2 separate regions of the Arachis hypogaea genome follow, and region 1 is linked to region 2. The links are chromatin contacts, called in public Hi-C maps. All regions are on one chromosome and are shown on one strand. The core of a region is the stretch at or near the end of the contact, and the rest is flanking DNA. Distances in the headings are between cores, read along the strand shown. Region 1 holds the start of LOC112779722 (early nodulin-like protein 7). Region 2 has its middle 6.1 kb from the start of LOC112777714.

Region 1 (4,063 bases), core at 1,426-3,925, 43 kb after region 2:
GTTGGCAACATGTAATTATTAGACAATATATATGCATGTGCTATATGATTAATGATATATCATTATTCATCTATAAAGGAAGAACTTATTGATATTAACAGATCATAGAACAATTATTTGCATGGTTTTGAAACATGTGTGACTATGTGAGAATACTATTTATTCCTCTTTTTATAACATTATGCAAATGCATAAATATTAATGTTAAAAAATAACACTAAATATTAATGTATTGAAAACATTAAAAAAAATCCGTTTTTTCTAAGAGAATTTTTTATTGTTTGTTATATCTGTTAACTAATGTTTTTAGAGTATTTATTAGTATGATAATTATAAAATGTCTTTGTCACTTCTCCTAGTGTGTTGTGCACTAAGCAAAAGGCTATTTCTCACTTTCTTTCTCCTTTATGTTAGGCATCTTTTTTTTTTTTAATTCCTTTGGTGGAAGAAATTGATCATTATTTTTCATAAAAAATTGATAATGAAGAATACATTATGCCTAATACAAACAATGTTGGGAAGGACCATATGTAAGTCACTGAAATATGCCTGAAAATATAACATGAATGTTCCTTTTCTCTTTTTTTTTTTTTTGGAAAGGAATGTTCCTTTTCATTTTTGGACCATGGTATTGAAAGACAACATTTACAAGGGCCCATTTTTAGGTAGATGGGCCCAAAAAATGGACCGCATCCTACCAAAAAATTAGAAATGAATCCTACTATAAAAATTTTACTTAAACAGAGTAAATACAGAGAACTTTTGTCCCAAAAAGAAAGGAAAAAACGTTTCACCGCAGAACTCAAGGATTATTTTTTTTTAAATAAACATTTGAAACATTTTATTTACCGAGCTAATTTAGATACAATTTATGTTTTTGTATTCTATTACTTATCTCATTACACAAGAATATAAACTATATCCAAATTATTTATATAGATAAATAAAAAATATTTAAAATATTTATTTAAAAAAAATTCAGAACCAAAAAGAGAAACAAATAAAGAAAAATTTTCTAATAGTAATAGTAATAAAGTTTAAAAAATTTTATTACTAGTAATAATTTTAGTACATATTCTTAACTAAGTCTTTCTTTTAAATGGTTCTTTATGATACTAATTCTTATGATTTAAGTCACAACGATAAATATAGCTAAGGTACCAATACCCTAGTTTATAAGGGTACCCAATGAAAAAAAAAAAAAAGTAAAGCAAAGAAGAATAGAAGATTTTAGTTACTAATCAACAAAAAAATAATAATATAATAATGAAATCAAATTAGCTGATAATAGTAAGTACAATAGTCAAGGTTCAAATTCTAAACAATACAAACTCCAAAAGCAAACTAATAAGCAATCAACAAAAATGAAAAATAAAAATAAACAACTAATGATAATTAACTAACAACTAAACTAATAAGAATCTGTCACCACATAATAACAAGAACAATAATTCATGGTGCTAAAACTAGCACAACTACAAAGGTGACAAGAAGAGCCATAAATGCTGAACCAATCATCATGAAACGTGATGTGGATGAAGAAGCATTGGAGCCATGATAATGATGATGATAATAGGGTGAAGGAGCTAGTTCTGATGATGAGGAAGCGTCTTCGGTTGGCGCAGGGGACGCGGCTGGCCGAAAAATTGCCATGTGTTGTGGTGATATAACTTCCACAATAAGTTTTTGCCCATTATGGCAGTGATTCTCTGTTCCACTTATGAAGTAGAAGAAACCGGACCTATCAAGAATCACTGTGCTGTTTCCATCATCATAAGATGTTATGGGATTATTTGGATCACAATGGAAGTACTTCCATTTTTCAACAACTAGAACTGAGTCATTTTGGTACTCAAATACTGCACAATGAAATTAATTTAAGGAGAAAACAACATCATCAATTAGTAGTAATAATTAATGCAAATAACATTATTCTGGAAACACTCGAGAGAGAAAAAAAACATGTAATTTGGATTCAATTTTTTAGGTATATTAAATCAACCATTAAATTAATTATTCGGCCTAGAATATACATTAAAAATATAAAAAATAACACATAATCTCATTTTTAATAGTAAAAACTAAAAATCTTATAAACTAAATAAAGTACATCTCTCTATTATTAATTTTTGTAAAGAAGAGAGTTTAACACAATAAATTAGAACCAATAGAGAACAATGCAAAAAAAATAACTAAAAAAAAATAAACCTATCCCGTTATTATTTTTAGTATTGTCATCAACAATAAAAAGATCTACACCACTCTCGACCTTATAGCTAATAAGATTTAAAATTCATTTTATATGAATCTCAATTCTATTTTAGTAGTAAAAATTGAAAAAAAAAAAAACAGAGTATGAACCATATATATAATACAAAGATGAAGAGGTGATTGAAGAGAAAATAAGCTTACCGAGAGAGTCACCAATTTGGAATCTGTTCATTTGAGCCCATTGAATGTAATATGAAATATTATTGGGGCCAGGTTCATGCCATCCCAAGTGATCACCAACTTTGAAATCTCTAGCACCTTCAACAGCTGAACTAGCACCCAAGAAAATTATCATCGTCATAATCATGCAGCTACACACTACTCCAAAATGTTGTGAAGCCATGTTAGTAATACAAATTGTTTTTTGGTGACTATGCTAGTAACACAAATGGTTCTGAATTTCTGATGATGATAACTAAAATGCAAAATGCAAGGTACTCGTAATATATAACAAACAGGGTTGCAGTGTAAACGTATATAGTAGCGGTTATTACTTATTATAGGTAGTTTTCAAATTTAACGTGTATGTGAGGACCGAGAATGTGGCTAAACGTGGCAACAACAACAATCATTCAATTAAGATCAAAGGATTAACTGAAATTTTTGTTATTCAAAACTGAAAATTCCAATTCAAATTCACACTAAGAGTTGATTGGTGTGTGAAAATATGTTTTGTTTTAGTTTTATTTTTTTTAATAATTTTATTTTTAATACATTTTAGAAAATATGATTAGTTTGTGAAAAGAAAATTCATTTTTAAGTATCAAAAATAATAAAAATGTTTTGTTGGTTTAGTTTTAAATTATAGTTTTAATAGTTTAAAATTACAAAACTATATTTTTATTAAAGGTACGACATTAGTTATTTAATTTTTTATTAAATTAACAATTAATTTTTATACGGTATTAATATGGAATAAATTACTATCTTATTATACTATTTTAAAAAATTTGGTATCTCTTATACATATGTGATTTTATATTTTTTATGAAACTATATAACAACAAAAAATATCAATCGAACAAAAAAATTATTATCAATATTTTTAAGTTTTTATGTATTCTTTTAATTTTTATTATCGATATTTTTATAATTGATTGTCGATTTAAAAAATTATTTTCATAAAAAAATTATTATTTTATACAAAAAAATGAAGGTAAAAAATAAAGAAATTTAATAAATACATGTTAATTTAAAAAGTACGTACTCAATCTTAAATAAAATAAAAAACTCAATAAATATATATTTTAATTATAATTAAAGTTCTATTTTTTTAATTACTTTATCTATATATTCAAAGATACAAAAATTAAGCCTAAAATAAGAGATAATACTCAATTTAGTCCCTGGAGTTTCCATTTAGTCTATGAAGTTTTAATTGCTTCTATTTAGTCCCCAAACTTTGTGAACATAACTCATGTTAGTCCTTGAAACAATTTTCAACGTACAAACGTTAACGGAACATTGTTGTGACAACCGGATCCATACTAAACTTTGTAAAATGATGTCGTTTTGGTTTTAGCACTCAAATAACCTAAAAACAACATCGTAAATGGTATTTATTAAAATTTTACCTAATAAAATAAGTAATACAATGCCGTTTTTGAGCTATTTAAATGTCAAAACCCTGCATCATTTTACAAGTTTTAACGTGACATGTGATAGTCTACAGCAGCGCTCTATTAACGTTTTTATACTAAAAATGGTCTCAGGAACTAATATGAGGCATGTTTATAAATTTCGGGGACTAAATAGAGGCAATTGAAACCTCAAGGACTAAATTAAGACTCGC
Region 2 (3,912 bases), core at 393-2,892:
GAATGAAAAAAAAAAAAGTCACGTTAATTAATTTTCTCTATGCTACTTTAATTTATTATGATGATGTAATTATTAGTCAATAAGCAAGAAATAAACAATTACGGTATTAAAGATTATTCCATTAATTATCAAGTTTACATTTAAAAAAAAAAAAAGTATGTATCTCAGTGCATAATAAACCTATCTAAGATAATCAACCACGTGAAATATGAAAGATCTAAACAGTTAGAATATCGAAATCCCTTGCCTAAGTTAACCATTTACTAACTCAAATTAAATGATCATGTGATCAAGACAGTGTTGGATTCTCATTTTTTAAAGGCCTTATGGCTATCGAATCTTCCATTTAATTTTTTTTCTTAAATTATGTCCACGTTAGTTTGATGCATTATGGAAACCAACCCCTTAAAAATAAAAATAAAATAAAAAAGATAAGGCTTTTCAAGTAACCACCTTTAATATTATTTCTTTATGAGTACCATGGTCTTGCTAATAAGTGTCTATTGATACTATACATATAATATTTTCATAGAAAATGATGTAAATTTATTTTATATATTTTTTTTGAAAAATTATATATTAAATGTATTTTCATTTTTGTTAATACTAAAAAGATAAAAAAAAATTATTTTATTTAATATTTATTAATTATTATAATAATTAATAAATAATAAATACTAAATAAAATAAATTCAAACTGTTTTTGACAATTTAGTTGGTTACTTTCTATTTTATATTCAAGACATGCCAATAATGGAAAGTTTGGAAACCAAACATGAGGAGGGTTCTTTATTTTTATTTTTTAAAAAGACTTTTCAAGAAACCAGCTCAATTATTTTTCTTTTGCAAGTAAACATGTCAGACTGTAAGAGTAGTGACAAATTGGGAAAAAATTAAAATAAAAAACACCCTTACATGTGGGGCTAATTTTTGTTTTTATATAAAAAAATATTAGTATTTTTGTGAAAAATAAAATTATTTAGAATTACAATTAAATAAATTTTGTAGGTAGAGAATCAACACGTAAGGATATGTTGTTCACATGGTAACATTTATGCGTGTTGAATACGTGATAATATTCTGACTAATACGTGAAAATATGTTAAATAATTTCTACAATACTATAATACACTAATAAAACATCACCTATTAAAAATAATTTCTGTACATGAAAATTTGGTACCCATCAATTGAATTCGTCAAAATTAAGATGTATCTCAAAATTCAATAAGTAATTTTAAATATATATTTATAAATCGTCTTTCCAAATTGGAATCTTATGTTAGCCACCATGATTTCTTTAGACCCATTTTATTTTATTAGAAACTTAATTAAGAATATCCATCTTCTGCTTGGTCATAATTAAACAACTTCCTAGTTTTCTTGATTTGTCCTATATCTTTTGTAATTTCGAGGCGTGAGAATGATTACGTGTATGTGAGACAAATGCTAATCATAATGAAAACTTGCTATTACTAATTATTTATATTCCCGGGGTCCATTATAAAATGTTATTATTATTAATACTTGTCTTTTTTTTTTCTCCAAATTAAAATACCAATTAAATAAGACTTCCATTCCACAAGCCAATGCTACTGTTCATGTCAGTGGTTGAATCATAGCATTAAAAAAAAAACATTATTTTGTAATATTATTGTACCATATATAGTGTTTACTAAAGTGGTAATGCATATGTGTGGCGTATTTGGAATAATTAACAATATAAAAATCAGTAATTATAAAATACTTCAATTTGTGTTGAAATAGTGAATTTGATATTTTAACTTCCATTATAAACAAGAATCCCAAAACAATAATTCATGTTGAAGTGTCACATCTAATAATACATTTCAAGAGCTATGTTCCTAAGTCTTAACTCCTAACTCCTAATTAGGGTAAAAATAGGACAGGCTTTATTTTTAATAGGTCTGGTCTATCATGTAATTGATTGACTTGAGTCTGATTTGCAGTTTGTTATAAATTTTTTTTAAAGTACTAAATTTAATTTGTTATTCATTTTGGATTGGCCTGAAGCTTGTTAAAAAGTCTGCTAATTTTTTTTTACAAAAATAAAAATATTATTTTAAAAAAATATTTTTTAATAAACATATTTGTATGTAAAATATTATATTTAATATTTATAAGAATTTTTAAACTTTAAAGTATTTAAAATATACAAAACTATTTATAATTAAATATAATAAATTTAAAATATCTCATAATTTTATTAATAATAAAAAAATTATTTATATATGTAATTATATATTAAAAGGTTCAGACAGACCTGACAGGTTAGATCAGGCTAATTAGTGAAACTGGACCTGACCTATTAACATAATAAAGTTTTTATAACAGTCTAAGTCTATGCCTATTTTATAATAGACCAGGTCAAGTCAGACGAAACACAGACCAGGTTACAGGCCCCTGACAGGTCACCTAGCCTTTTTCCACCCCTAACTCCTAAGCCTCTCTAGAGCATTTACATTCCTATAGCTAAGAATATTATTAGGCTTTATTTTGAGTTGTTAGTTAATTCTTAATACACACATGACACAACTAAACAAGGCAAGCAAGAAAAATGGTAGAAATTTTCTTCATCTTTTATAAGAAACTATAATTAAGACCCTAATAATAATGGGTCTAGTTGGACAATCAAATTCATTCCTAGTATTATTGCTACCTATGGTAGAGATATGGCCTATTATAAGATATGTTCATTCCTCATTACTCATAAGAAAGGACATAATATAGGATAAGATTCTAATTCCTTCATTATCATCCTAACAAGTCATTATTATCTAAAACATTAATGCAAAAAATAAAAAGAAAATAAACCTAAGAGGAAGACAAGGACAAATGGTGTATTAGTCTTTGCCCATGCTTGTGGAACACCAATTGGCTGTGGATGTTTTATTATAACTAATAACAAAAGTGAGTAATTACTTTTTTGAACATCAAAGTACATATGGTTTTCTTGATTTTTTTTTTTTTTTACAAATAAACCAACGTTAGATTTCTACTCTTACAAAGTATAATTGTCTAAAAATATAAAATAACATCGTGATCTCCAAAAATTTGCTTCATCCGAAAATTAAATGCTTTTGCCCCCTAAAAAAAATATCTGAACTTTTTAACATACATTTACTAAAGAATTTATTTATTATACTAATAAAATTTAACTCCTATTTTTTTTTAGATTTATTTATTTCACTCCAAAAATATCATAAATCAAATCAATGCATAAAAAATAAATGCATTTTAATACTATTAAGTTAACTAAAATTAATAAAACGAAATTCGTATTAGACAACTTCACTTATTTTAGTCGAAATCCGGTTATTTAGGACATGATCAAGTCTGATCATAAAAAAAAAACTTTCAAATAAAATATATCAAAATGATTCCTAAAATATGCATTTTGGTAAAAAAAAATTTAGGAATTACCATATTTTTTAATAAAGTCTATTCAACCTTTTCTAAAAGAATATGTAGTTTATTTTTTATAATATGCCAATTTTTTATTAGTTAATATTTTAATTTAATTATTAACTATATTAATAACTTGAGTTGTTTAAATTTAACTAAAATTAATATTTTAACTATAATAGAATTAATTGTAATTAATTTATGGGATAAGTACTTTTTTCGTCCCTAAGATTTGAGGTCAAAATTAAAATCGTCTCCGACCTTTTTTTGTTATTAAAATTATCCTCAACGTTACAAAATGTTATAAAATCGTCCTTTTTTATTTTATTTTACCAAATTACTCTTATCAATTAATAAAAATAATATTAAAAAATAAAAATAAAACCCCACCCCATGTCTCTTCAGTGTCTTCCCTCCCCATCCCCTTCTTTCAACCATTTCTGCTCTCATGGACCCCTCACCGCCACCGCCATCTTATCTTCTGCC

What was found. Hi-C and Micro-C count contacts between places; a contact is called where the count stands out from the background.
Region 1: a contact with region 2 is called in a Hi-C map of an unstated tissue, with 4 times the contacts expected there. The contact joins the promoter of LOC112779722 here to the enhancer-like site in region 2. A contact is called at or near these places in 2 of 8 Hi-C or Micro-C datasets (leaf and an unstated tissue).

The regions. Positions count from the first base shown.
Region 1 is chr19:4,681,226-4,685,288 of arahy.Tifrunner.gnm2.J5K5, forward strand. It overlaps LOC112779722 (early nodulin-like protein 7), which reads right to left and starts at 2,676. Exons shown (of 2, transcript XM_025824057.3): 1 at 2,413-2,676; 2 at 1,239-1,859. The coding sequence starts at 2,614. The coding sequence ends at 1,453.
Region 2 is chr19:4,639,054-4,642,965 of arahy.Tifrunner.gnm2.J5K5, forward strand. No RefSeq gene overlaps it. Among protein-coding and RNA genes, the nearest start is that of LOC112777714, 6.1 kb to the right of the region's middle. Within about 2 kb of position 1,643, at least 2 of the 3 cell types and tissues checked have open chromatin away from gene starts, as enhancers often do.